Linked DNA regions of Mus musculus: region 2 is linked to region 1. The links are chromatin contacts, called in public promoter capture Hi-C maps. All regions are on one chromosome and are shown on one strand. The core of a region is the stretch at or near the end of the contact, and the rest is flanking DNA. Distances in the headings are between cores, read along the strand shown. Region 1 holds the start of 2310030G06Rik (RIKEN cDNA 2310030G06 gene). Region 2 holds the start of Arhgap20 (Rho GTPase activating protein 20).

Evidence for each region. Promoter capture Hi-C pulls out the DNA fragments that hold promoters and counts their contacts.
Region 2: a contact with region 1 is called in a promoter capture Hi-C map of liver, with 4 times the contacts expected there. The contact joins the promoter of Arhgap20 here to the promoter of 2310030G06Rik in region 1. A contact is called at or near these places in 2 of 39 promoter capture datasets (hippocampal neurons and liver).

What each region holds. Positions count from the first base shown.
Region 1 is chr9:50,743,932-50,750,110 of GRCm38.p6, forward strand. It overlaps 2310030G06Rik (RIKEN cDNA 2310030G06 gene), which reads right to left and starts at 2,596. Exons shown (of 4, transcript NM_025865.3): 1 at 2,511-2,596. The coding sequence starts at 2,542. It also overlaps a transcript of Cryab not described here.
Region 2 is chr9:51,762,227-51,768,405 of GRCm38.p6, forward strand. Arhgap20 (Rho GTPase activating protein 20) reads left to right here and starts at 3,125. Exons shown (of 15, transcript NM_175535.4): 1 at 3,125-3,385. The coding sequence starts at 3,281. It overlaps Gm40520 (a long non-coding RNA gene), which reads right to left and starts at 3,202. Exons shown (of 3, transcript XR_870739.3): 1 at 2,375-3,202.

The sequences.
Region 1 (6,179 bases), core at 1,346-3,845:
AATTTGTACTAACCTAATAAAAAGACATGCTTTCCAATTAAAAACTGTGTGTGTTTCAAAATAGTATGAAGGCTGGCTCAGTGGTTAAGCGTGCATACTGTTCTTGCAGAGGACCCAAGTTCAGTTTCCAGCATCCACATCTGGTGCTTCACAATGCCCTGTAACTACAGATCCTGAGCTTCCAATGTCTTTTCCTCACTCCACCCTCCTAAAAGATACATACCTAAAACCCAACATGGGAACACAGGAAAATGTTCTTGTCTTTGCTATGATCTCTCTCTCTCTCTCTCTCTCTCTCTCTCTTAAATTTATTTATTTATTTAACATGCTCTGGTGTTTTGCCTGTATGTATGTCCGTATGATAATGTTGGGTCCCCTGGAATTGGAGGGACAGAGAATAGTGAGCTGTTCTGTGGGTGCTGGGAATCAAACCAGGATCCTCTAGAAGAGCAGCCAGTGCTCTGAAGTCTGAGCCATCTCTCCAGCCCCTTAGGATCTCTTTTTATTTTTATCCTTGGTTATTTTCCAAATTTTCTGCAGTAAATGCTTACTGCTTCTGTATCAAAAATGGCTATAATAAATATTCTATAAGAGAGATGATCAATTTTCAAATAATGTTGAAGTCTGGGTTTTTAATATGACAATAAGAAACAAAAAAAAATTGTCCAATTCTACTAGTATTTTACGGTACAAACCAGATTTTGGTTACAATGTTTAGCACAGTATTGTTAGACTGGGCTCTGGAGTTAGAATGACTGTGTCTGACTAACTGAGAGAATTTCAACAGGTTTTCAACTTCCCTGAACCTCCTCCATGTTCTCAGTGTTAAAATGAAAATTGTTAATAGAATTTAAACATCATGGAATTGCTAGTAAGGATTAAATAGAGTGGTGTAAGATATTAAGCATGACTCCTAACATATTATGAGCATCAACAAAAGACAGACACAAAACTTGCCTGCAATCCCAGCACTTGGGAGGCAGGGGCAGAGGGACTACCACAAGTTCAAAGCCAACATGGTCTATGTAGTGAGTTACAGACCAATCAGGGCTACAGATCAAAACCTCCCTCTAAAAATAAGTAAATCAGGGCTGGCTGTAATGGTACAGGCCTTTAATCCTAGCACTAGTGAGGCAGAGTCAGGCAGACTATTGAGTTCAAGGCCAGCCTGGTCTACATAGAGAGCTCCAGGACGACAGAGAGAGAACCTGCCTTAAAAATCAAACAAAGAATAAATAAATATACATGTAAACAAATATACACTTATAGGCAGGGTCTTATTTATTTGTCTATTTTTAGTTTTTTGAGACAGGGTCTCTCTATGTAACCTTGGCTATCCTGAAATGGCCTGCCTCTGCCTTTCAATAGCTGGGATCAAAGGCATTCACTACCATGTTTATCCAAGTTTCCTTTTATTGCTGACTTCTGTATCTGTCACTTCCTGGTACCCAGCACATGCTCAGTTGATATTTGTTTAATAACCAACTAGATTAATAAACTAGCAGGCACAGGACTGGAGTCTAGTATTGTTTTCAAATTTTAGGTGCTTTCCAATGTATCTCACTTTTCTCTCTACATGTGATGTTTACCTGTAAATAAGTATTCTTTGAACTCTGACCCAGACATGGATCATATAGCTAAGAGGCAGCTGACAGGATGAAGCCATATTTGGGAGTTTGTAGTGGTGGTGAACACCCTGGGGGGAAAGTTACAAAAACCACAAATAATCTATTATTTGGTGGGGTTTTTTGTTGTTGTTGCTGTTGTTTTTATTTTGTATTTTTTGTTCTTACTAGCTTTCGATCTCTAAAACCAACCTATGATACAAATAATAGGGACTGTATATTTTTAAAAAAATCGAGGACCCAGTGAATTGACTGGACTGCATGAGGCCACACAGCAAATAGCATGAAAGTTATATTCACAGTTCCAGTGGATTCTCTTCCTTCCCACTTCTGCAGTTTCAAACAAACATTTGTCCAAATTCAGTTGCTCAATCCATGGTCACATCTCTGATTACCTAGTGAGGAAAGTATGGGCCCTGAAGTCTAGCCTCCGCGCTTGGAATCTTGTTTTACCTGCTAAGCTACTAGCCATGTGACTGACACTACCTTCTCTGAGCCTCCGCTCCTTAACCGGCCAAGATGGGAACAACGGTAAGACCACTCACTCACAGAAGACCTGGGACAATTAACCCAGATTAGAAAGTGACTGCACATAGAGAGCACTCCAATGCTCCCGTTATTATGATCTGCGGAAGAATAAAAAAGGAGAGAGCATCGGAAGGAAGGAAAGGAGAGAAGAGAGAAACCAGGCTGGCCCACCGGTGCAGCCAACCTCTGGCCACTCTCCAGCTTGCTGTGTTTTCCAAGCGTCCTAAGGCACCGCTCTCTGCTCCACCTAGGACGTGGCAGGTGGAGGAAGGCACGGACGGTCTCCAGGCTGTCTGATTCTCAGGGTTTCATATCCACCACCGGAGGCGGTCCCCTCCACCTTTCGGCCCTACTCACCAGGTTCCCCCACAGCAGAGCCGGTTTCCCATGGCGGTTGTGTCTCCCAGGGAGCCCAGCTGGTTTTCAGACATAAAGAGGTTTGCGCATTTCCTGGTTCCCGGCTGAGCGAACGGCAACGGCTCCCAGGAAGTCTGTCAGGATCAGATTTCAACCGAGTAGGTTGGACCTTGGAAGCCACCTGGTGGAATGATTCCCAAGTGACTGTTCGCAGCCAAAGGGCAGGAAGACACACGGGCTCCAGGTGAGAGTTATCTCACCTTAGGGATTTGAAACTCCTTTTGATGAAGCTGCAAGCTTCGATTTATAAAGAAACCTGAGATACAAAAGGGCTCTGAGTTTCCATAGGAAATGTGTCTCTCTGTATCGCACGGCCTTTGAAATAGACCCTCCATAAGGGAGTCAAAGCTCGGCCACTACGTTTGCCCTACCACACTCAGGTTTGAGTTTCACTGTCAAGGTAATTGGTACTAGTTTCTGATGTCCTCAATTTGGGTTTGAATCCTAGAGGCTTTTGGAACCTGAAATGTAGGAAAATGGAATGCTCTCATATTCCCACGACTAGAATTAATAATGTGCGCATATCTCCTAACCATTTACCATCTAGATTTCCAGCACACCAAGGCATAAGTACTGAATGTATTACTTAATCCTCTTTCTGGTATAAACCAGATGGCTAACTGATTGGCACGGAGCACTCAATGTTCTCTCCCCAGTCCAGGACCATGAAATCTCTACTTACCCCTGCTTGTAGCTTCTGCTTCCAATGACCCAAAATTGGATTCACTCTTCCCTGGCCAGAAACTATGAGGCAGCTGAATGAATTCCCCTGAGACAATATGTTACCAGGTTGAGTATGGTGTATACCTCCTGGCACTCGGGAGGCAGGAGGATGAGGATCTCTGAGAGTTTGAGGCCAGCCTGGGCTACAGGAGCAAGTTTCAGGACAGCCAGGAATTCATAGAATTCATAGAGGTACCCTGTCTTAAATAAACAGAAACAAACAAGAGAGAAAGAAAGGAAAGAGAGAAGGGAGAATATGTCTCTAAGAAAATCTTTGAAACCTGCAATTCCGATCTTCAATATTTTCTTGGCATTTTGAGTATTGTCCTGGAATATTCATAGTCAGCCCTGAACTCCATGGAGTACACTGGATTCTGAATTCCTCCTCATCTTGGGAAAAACGGGCCTGAGAGTGGCCACTTCATAGGGCTGTGATAACTGAATGAGGTATGTGTGTACAAAGCTTCTGAACAGGCCAGACGCATGGGACGCCCTCAGTAAGTCTTAACCATTGTTACTACTATTGTTCTCAGTGATCAGATGGCTAAGCATTGTATTCTACTATCTCATGTTCCAATCCTGCAGGCCATTCCGTATCCTACTATTAACTACATTCCTTTCATCCTGTAACCTGCGTCCCTGTCTCAAAAGCCAGTAATAATTTCCTATCACTTACAGGATAGAACTCTCAAAGCCCTTCATAATTTGCTTCACTTCCATCCAACCTCTTTGGCAGCTTAAAGGATCTTACCCAGATTTTTAGAGGGCCAGAAACTGCACAGAAAAGACAAAAAAGCACCCGGTACACCTTAAAACACAGCAACCGGAGTGTAGAGGGTTAACAAAGCCTGGAGAGGATTGTATCGAAATCCAACCCAGTTAGTCCTTATCTGGAAGTCTTTGAGACTTCTCATTGACGTTCAGGTTCTATTGTCAGTCTGTTACAAAAGAGATTGTGTGTGGAAGAGGCAGTGCAGAAAGTGCCACAAAATATGGCTGAATGGACAAGTCACAGCTTTACTGCTTAGAAGAAATTAACCAGCCTTGGTTATGCCAGCCTGTTGGAAGCCCCGAGTGAATGTGTACTTTGATATGGGCTCAGCCTTTAAAATATGGATGTTTATGAGTGAGTGATCATTGTGTACCAAGATTAGCCACTTTGGCTTCCTCCTCATAAGTGGTTGAAGCCCAACACAGAGCCTCCCACCAAGACCAACCCCTGTGCTGTAGCTAATAAACATGGTGAGGTGTTGGAGAACCTGATCCTAGATTCAGTGTATGTTCGTCTGTGCGTCTGTCTGTCTTTTCTTCATTTCCTTGACACTCCTAGCTAGGGTTCTTGGACCTGAGTTTTTTAGGCTGCTGCGCCTGCAATCTCAGGTACTCTGGAGTCTAAGGCAGAAGGATAGGCCAGGCCGGGCTACATAGTGAAGTCAAACCCACCCGGGCAGCTTAGTTGGATTCTCTCCTAAAATTAATGGTAAAAACTGGTCAGTGGTAGAGTACTTGCCTAGCATGTACAAGGTCCTAGGTTTAATCTCTTGTTATATGTGTATGTGTGTTCATGCCCATGTGTGAACATGCCCAGGAGGAAAAGGGAGTGGGCTATTTGTGAAGCTTGAAGTCTCTGCAACTCAAAAGGTCACAGAAGTTGATTAATAACTTTAAAGGAATTTTGATGTTTTGGTGAAATGGAGGTTTGAGTTAAATCAGCACTTTTCCAATGTTTCCTTGCTGTTTTGTTTTGTTTTGTTTTTACGTAGACAAAGCTCAGGGCTCAGTGCTAGGTAAAGTGTGAGCTTAATGTGGGTGAGGCCTGGCTTCCCCCAAACAAATAAGTAGACCAAATAAGTTCAACTATAAGGGAAATTAGGGAGTTCTTCAATTTGAAATATGATTAGGAATTTGAAAAAAATCTTTATTTTATAATTATTTTTGTAGCTAGGGCCTCATGCAGTCAGACAGGCCTTAAACGCCTGATGTAGTTGAAGATGACTTTGCCTTCCTGATCTTCCTGCCTTCCCCTCTCAAGCGCTGGGATTGGGCCACCACACCTAACGTTCATTCATTCATTTATTTTTACTTAAAACTTTTATATGTATTTATAAAAGGTGGCTGTGTAGTGTCGCATTTGTAGGACTGAGGAGGTTAACATAGCTCCTTTCCCTTAAACATTTTTTTAAAACTTCCTGCATGAAGATAAAAGTTTTTATTAATCTCATAGCTAGTAATACAAGTCAGAAATCTTTCCCCAAAAGGTTAAAGAGTAAATATCTTAAATTTTACAAGCATGTCATGTATTCTTTCTTTTATAATCTTTAAGAATGTAACACCCACACTCGCGCGCGTGCACACACACACACAAGCACACACACTCACACACAGCCAAGCTTGGTCTGTAAGTGGTAGTTTTCCGATCGCTGCTTTAAAATATGTGTTTTGCCCTGTCAGAGACACAGTCTTCAGACTTCTGCTCACCCAGATGTTAGGATCACCGAGGGTAGCTAATCAAAAGCACCTGCTCCTTATGACGTACACGGACAATGCTTGTCTCCCACACTTGATTGCTTGATAAATATTTTACTGAACTACTTACCACATGAAGAGCAGAATACAACCGAGCTGTTTCTCTGAGGTGTGCTTTCATTTCACTGGTTCTCTGTGGCGTGCTAGGCTCTCACTCACTAAGCCTTTTGCCTGGCAGGCAAGCACTCTACCACTCCAGGTCATGCTTTTGTTTGGAAAGGAAAACGATTTTAAAGCCAATAATCAAATTATTTAAAGACAAGCTCTCACCTCAGGGGTCCACACATCCCCGAGAGGGGTATGAATGGATCTCAAAAACTTTGTTGATAAATTTGCATGTGTGTATTTTTCCAGTAAGAG
Region 2 (6,179 bases), core at 1,875-4,374, 1.0 Mb after region 1:
TATGAAGAAACATCGCATGAAGTTTTTTAGTATTTGTGTTTTCACTACTATTCATTCTGATGATTGGCAAGATGCTGGTTTTATTCTTAGTGTCCATTGCAGGCCTGCTCCTGGAGCTTCCCAGATGCTAGTGCTTTGCTTCAAGGCTTGCCTCACAGTATTTTAGGTGCATCCTGCTTGTGTCTAGCATTGTGCTTCCCACGCTTCAATTGCTTTATCATCAGTTTCATGTCCTGGTATCACTTGCCTACAGCATAAGGATCCTGGTGAATAGAAAATGGTTTTCATCGTCTAAACAACACAAGGACTAGTCCAGGGTTCTGTCTTCCTCTGTATAACATCTCCCTCACACTAGACAGAATGATGGAAGTGACCTATGGTTGTATATAATAGTGTGTTTATCCATTCAAATATAAAAGGTTGTAAAAATTACTGCAGCATGCTTGGGTGCATGGTATAGAGAAGAGAAAAATGCAACTTTTCCTCTTAAAGCAAGTAGAGCAAACGGCACTGGTATAGTGTGGTGTGAGTTACTCAGAGAAGCAAAGCTTTCCGCAGCACGGAAAGCAGACCAGGTAGTTGAGAAGAACGCAGGTTCTGAAGCTGCATGGTCAGTTTCTAAGTTACCATCACTGTTCAAAGTCCTCGTGGCCTGCTGTTGTCTTCTATGTGGAGTGGGGGAATAAACGAACCCACCCTATCTGATACAGATGGGAGTTAATTATATCTGTAAAATACTCATAGTCTCCCATAGAGCAAACACTCAGCAAAGGCTTCCTGTTGCAATTGCTGGAGCTACTCTCAAGCCTGGGTGCCTGGAGCTGGGGAAGAGATAAACCTAGGAAGACTTCTCTCGGTTTCTGACAGTCCTGAAGATTTCCAGGACGATTCACCAGGTACCTTTTATGCCCCAGATACTAGACATTTCGGAGTAAAGTAAAAGAGGGTAGAGACGTAGCCTGGAAAATTCCCAGACACGAAGGACAAGTCCAAAGTCCTAGTGGGCTTCTGAAAGTATGACGATTTCAAGGTGACAGAGAACAGGGTGAGAAGCAAAGACACATAAGAGTCAGCAAGAAAGTGAAGTGAGGGTGGGGTGTGGGGGGGGGTCTGTCTTTCATTCTGTACTATGACATTTTTGGTTTATTCCACAGCAAGGAACCAAATAATGGTTTAGCAGGGCAGTGTTGTGATCAGACAGACATGTGTCTCTACTGTCGGCTGTTCAAACCCAAATTTCCTGAGTAGCCTTGCCTCGAAACTTAACGTGGAGAGAGCAATTTTCTGTGCTGTTCCAAGCTATTTCATCTTGGGAATAAAAAGACAAAATGAACAGTGAAAGTTTTCCACATTTGCTGGGGGAAAAGGGGGTACCTTGATTTGGGAAACTGGCTATTTCATCACAGAGATACTTCATAGTCCATGGGGCTCTTTGAATGACAGCCAGCTCTGTCTTGACTCTTCTGCATCTTTCTTATATCATTTGTGTGTCTTCTCAGTTCATTTAACTAACAAACATTTATTATGTTAGACACTGCCTTAGTATCTATCAGGTGGCAACAAAGAACAAGAATGTCTGGATGGCTGTGACTCTTTGGGCTAAGTGAACTATTTGGAGATAAAAGAATTGAAACAAACAAACAAACAAACAAACAAACAAAAATGAGGCAGATTAAGAAAAGCCAGGGTGTCCATTCACCAAAGAATTAAGAGATTAAGGCACCTGGGGGTGGTTCCAAGTGAATGAACAGAACTGCAAAGCCCTCTTTAAGCACAACCTATAAATTAGTGGGTGAAAGCCCTTCTCTGCACGAGGACCACAGCTGTAGCACCCCTGATTCACAGATGTATATACATATATATGAGATTTATTAAGCTTCCTTTTAACAATGTAGTGTGATGTGACTAAAATTAGCCTTATATTTCCACAACAAACAATCTTAGGTTTGGATGATTGTGTAGGTGTGTCTTTGTGGGTGTGTGTTGGACAGCATCCCCTAGCTTGGAACACTGCCCACCTGAGTTCTGTTCCTTATAACCTGCCCCAATAGCCGCCCAAACTGCAAGAAACCTCTTTTTCTTTTTTTCTTTTCTTTCCTTTCCTTTTCTCCCCCTTTCTTTTCTTTTCTTTTCTTTTTTCCTTGTCACAAAAATAAGCAGAATCCGTAACCATCTCGCAATCACGGAGTGATATCCTTAGTGATTTTTTTTTCACACTAGTTCTGATTCCAAGGGAAGAATGCCACCTACTGTATCATTTACACCAGCAGCCAGCCCTGCAAAGTGCGAACACTACTTAACCCTGGTCTGTTCCAACTGCCCTTTGATTATTATTTAGTCCAAAAAAGAGGGAGGGGTCACTATTTGGACTTACAGGAAGTTAGGTTCTGAGCTCGCGATATCAGATCAACGCTTCCACATATTGTTGCCTTCTCATAGATACTATGCCAAGTTTCAACCTCCTTTCTGCCTGCATTTTCCTCTTAATTGCGCTTTCTCCTTCAGAATGCAGGGTCCCTGCAGCTTGCTGCCTGCGAAGCTGGTGGTGCAGACATGCAAGGTTGCTTGTCCATGCTTGCTCCCTGTGACTGCAAAGCAACAGCTCTGGGTTACCCTGACAGGCTTAGCTAGCAAGCGTTCGATATTGCCCCCGAAGTCCGGCGATGCCACCAGGGCTTCCAAATTTGTCTAACTCCTTCTTCAGCGGAGCGGGGACCGGGTTGGGGGTGGGGGTGGGGTCCCTTCCGCAGTCCGCGAAAGCGAGGCTAGGCTGGCGGCCCCTGCACCACCTTCGAGCGAGCCGCGCTCGCTGAGGCTCCCGCGCTGCAGCTGCGCGGGAAGGGACGCTGGCGGGAGCGAGCGGACAGGCGCGCGGAGCTGCACCGGAGGCAGTGGTGCGTGGTGCACGGCGCGTGGCGCGCGGCAGCGAAAGCTTCGTACCCGCGGAGGCACCTCGCAAGGTTAGTGGCTTCGGTAGCGCCAAGCGCTGAGAGCTCGCTCCCGGCAGTGTGCACGGGCGGCGCGGGGAGGGCGGAGGAGGCGGGGCGGACGCGGAGAGGCGGGGCGGGCCGGGGCGGGGCTACGTGGACGGGCGGCCGCCCGGAGCGCTTGCTGCAGCCTGAGCAGAGTGCGGCGAGCGCGACGAGCGCGGCGCGGGCGGCGGTCCATGGCCCCGACGGGAGGCGCGCCGCCCGCACCCGCAGCTCGGCGTCCGGCCTGAGCGGACCGCGCCGCGCAGCCACCCGGTCCTCGGCTTGGGCTTAGCTTGCAGATCTTCTTCATGGAAGCGATGTCTCCGCAGCAGGATGCTCTAGGGGCGCAGCCGGGGCGCTCCTCCTCGCTGACAGGCATGTCTCGCATCGCGGGAGGCCCTGGCACCAAGAAGGTGAGGACGCCCGAGCGGGAGGGCCCCTCCATGGGCTCGCGCCTTCCACGGGTGCCTGGTGCTGAGAGGGGTTAACGGTCCCCGCGTGGGGTGGGAGGGTCACCTCCCGGGATCCCCGCTGTCTTCTCTGGTGGAAACGGTCTCGGAGAAGCCCGTTGCCTCTCCATCTCTGACCCGGGGAGTGCCTCCCTGCGAGCCTCCCGAGGTAGTCTTAACCCGACAGCCTGAGGAAGGTAGGCGGCCCCGGAGGGGAGGGATGATGCGCCCACCCAAGGCCTCCAGGGGATGTCGGAGATGGGTGCCGTGGGCTACACTGTGGGATCCGGAGGTTTGACTCGGCCTAGATCTAGGCTGGCTGGCGGTGGGCGGGCAGTTTCCGGAGGTCCCAGCGGGGCATGGGGGGCTTGGCTCAGAACCACCCCCTGAGAAGGGACGTTTGCATTTGCCTGTGGGGGCGGCGCCCTTGTTCCCTGACACCCGAAGGACTGATCCGGGTAACTACTTGTAGCTTTTGCTGGTGATTGACTGGTCCACGGTGCAGCGGGAGGATTTCGATAGAGGTCAGGAGTCTGCAATAGGTCCCGGAGCAAGTGCACGTGGGCCGCGAGCTTCTGAGCTCCTGGGAATTGATTTGGGTGCTGTAGCCATGGGTGCCCCCTTCCCTTCCTCCAGCACTAAACCTTCAGATATTTGGCCATATTTGTTCCTTACAGTGGTGTCGCCTTCTCCAGCTTCTGTGGAAACAAGTTGGGATGAGAGCTCATTCTAGTTCTTCCCTAACAAATAATGTGAAAACGTTGCATTACTATAATTAGAGACTCACAGGGATACACTGGCTCCCTGCATGTCCGGATTTTATGGCTTTTCATTAATCTTCCCACTAGAATGGTGGCTTGGCTGGAGGTGAAAGAAGAGAGGTGATAGCTGTATAGAAATGTATGTGAGCTCCCAAGGACCTTGGGCCTGTCACAGAGCCCTCTATGGGTGTCTGTGAACTTGATGGATGGGCAGTAGTGGCGGCTCAGCCTTTGATGTATGGAGGCTGATGTTTGCCCTTGTGGGTTTTTTCACCCTTCAGAGACAGTGTGTGTGAGTGTGTGTGCGCGCGCGCGCGTGCGTGTGTGTGTGTGTGCGCGCGCGCGCGCGCGCTGTATGTGGTGTGTGTGTGTGTGTGTGTGTGTGTGTGTGTGTGTGTGTGTGTTCCAGTTTTTCCAAATAAAACGTGAAATTGTCAGGATGTCATTCTTAATTTAGGATGGTAGAGGAACATTAGGCAATTGGCAGAGATTTAAAGCGTTTTGGTTTTGTAAACCTAAGGAATTGGAGAGAATCAAGCATTTGTTTTCCTAAAGACTGTGGCCCCGCCCCGCGACTGATTATGCTAGCAAGGGGCGGAGGGGAGGGGAGGGGAGGGGAGGGAGCCTTAAAGAGTAGCTTTATCATTTTCAAGCCGCACTTGTCCCATAAAGGAAGGGAGGCTGTGTCCTTTTTCCTATGCTCTGTTCTCTGGGCACAGCCACTATCTCTAGGATGGTGTCCTTCGTTATAAAACATAAAGAGCTAGTACATTTCCACATCCATCTCTACTCCCCCAAGATTTTTGAGAAAATTGAATGGATGATGGCACATAGGCGCGATTGTGTTAGCCCTTCGTGTGCATTTTCCCCGTGATTGTAATTCACAACACTCGTGTTCTGGGTTACTCAGGCCTGTCATCTAGGATGGGGTTTCAACACCTTTCTTCAGTCAGCAATAGCCAACCCACCACAACAGCTGCCACCCTTCCAAAGTGTCCCGAACTTCTCCACTCCACCCTGCACAGCTTCCAGTGCAGTCCGAGCTGCCCAGTACCCATCTCTAACCTGTGCCTTTGCAGAAACTCCCACGACACCCTCGTGTCTTTCTGTGACCCGTTCTGCATTTAGCAGTGCCAGAATGGGTGGGTTTTTTTTCCATTTGAATTGATGGTGACATTCATTTTGCTTACAATTCTGAAGGCGATTCATTTTGCAGGCCTAGTAAAACGCAGACACTTCTCCTTGGTCCCTTCTACTTCTCCCATTCCTTCACCCTCCCCACTTTTGTATGTTCTTCAGCCTCCTGGGCCTTCACTTTCATACACTAAGTCAAATTCATTCCTATTTTAGGCATTGGTGTTATTCCCTTTATGTCTGCCCAAGGAATTGTTGGTTGGTTTTTCTGTTTTTCATGTTGTGCAAACCTTGGGTCTTCTAGAGGTCTCTCTCCCTCTCCCTCTCCCTCTCCCTCTCCCTCTCCCTCTCCCTCTCCCTCTCCCTCTCCCTCCCCCTTCTCCCCCCCCCTTCCTTTGTAAATGAAAGCCACCTCCTGTCACATTCTGGGCCTTCCACTCTATTGGTTGTCTTAGCATTCATTGTACTTGGCATTTTCTCCTCTGCTTATTTCTTTCCCATTACCTGCCTCCCTCCCAACTGTGTCCTCAAGACTAGAGTGGGTCCTGCTAGATAGCAGTTGTTTCGTAAGCATTCCTTGGGTCATGGCAAGCAAGGAACAGGAGCAGTGTGGCCCCTGTCCTTAGAATTTGCCTTTAAGAGAAGGATCAGCAAGCCTTAAAGAAACAGTAAATACTTGAGGTTTGCCAGCCTTATGGTCTCTGCTTACTTCTTCCTCTACAGCACTGAAGTAGAAATGGACACTTCCTAAGTGAGTGGGCTTGACTGTGCCCCAGCAGAATTTCACATGTAGTGGAGATCAGCAGAACGGCTCATCAGATAAATACCCTTGCTGAGCAAGCCTGGGAACCTGAGTTTGATGC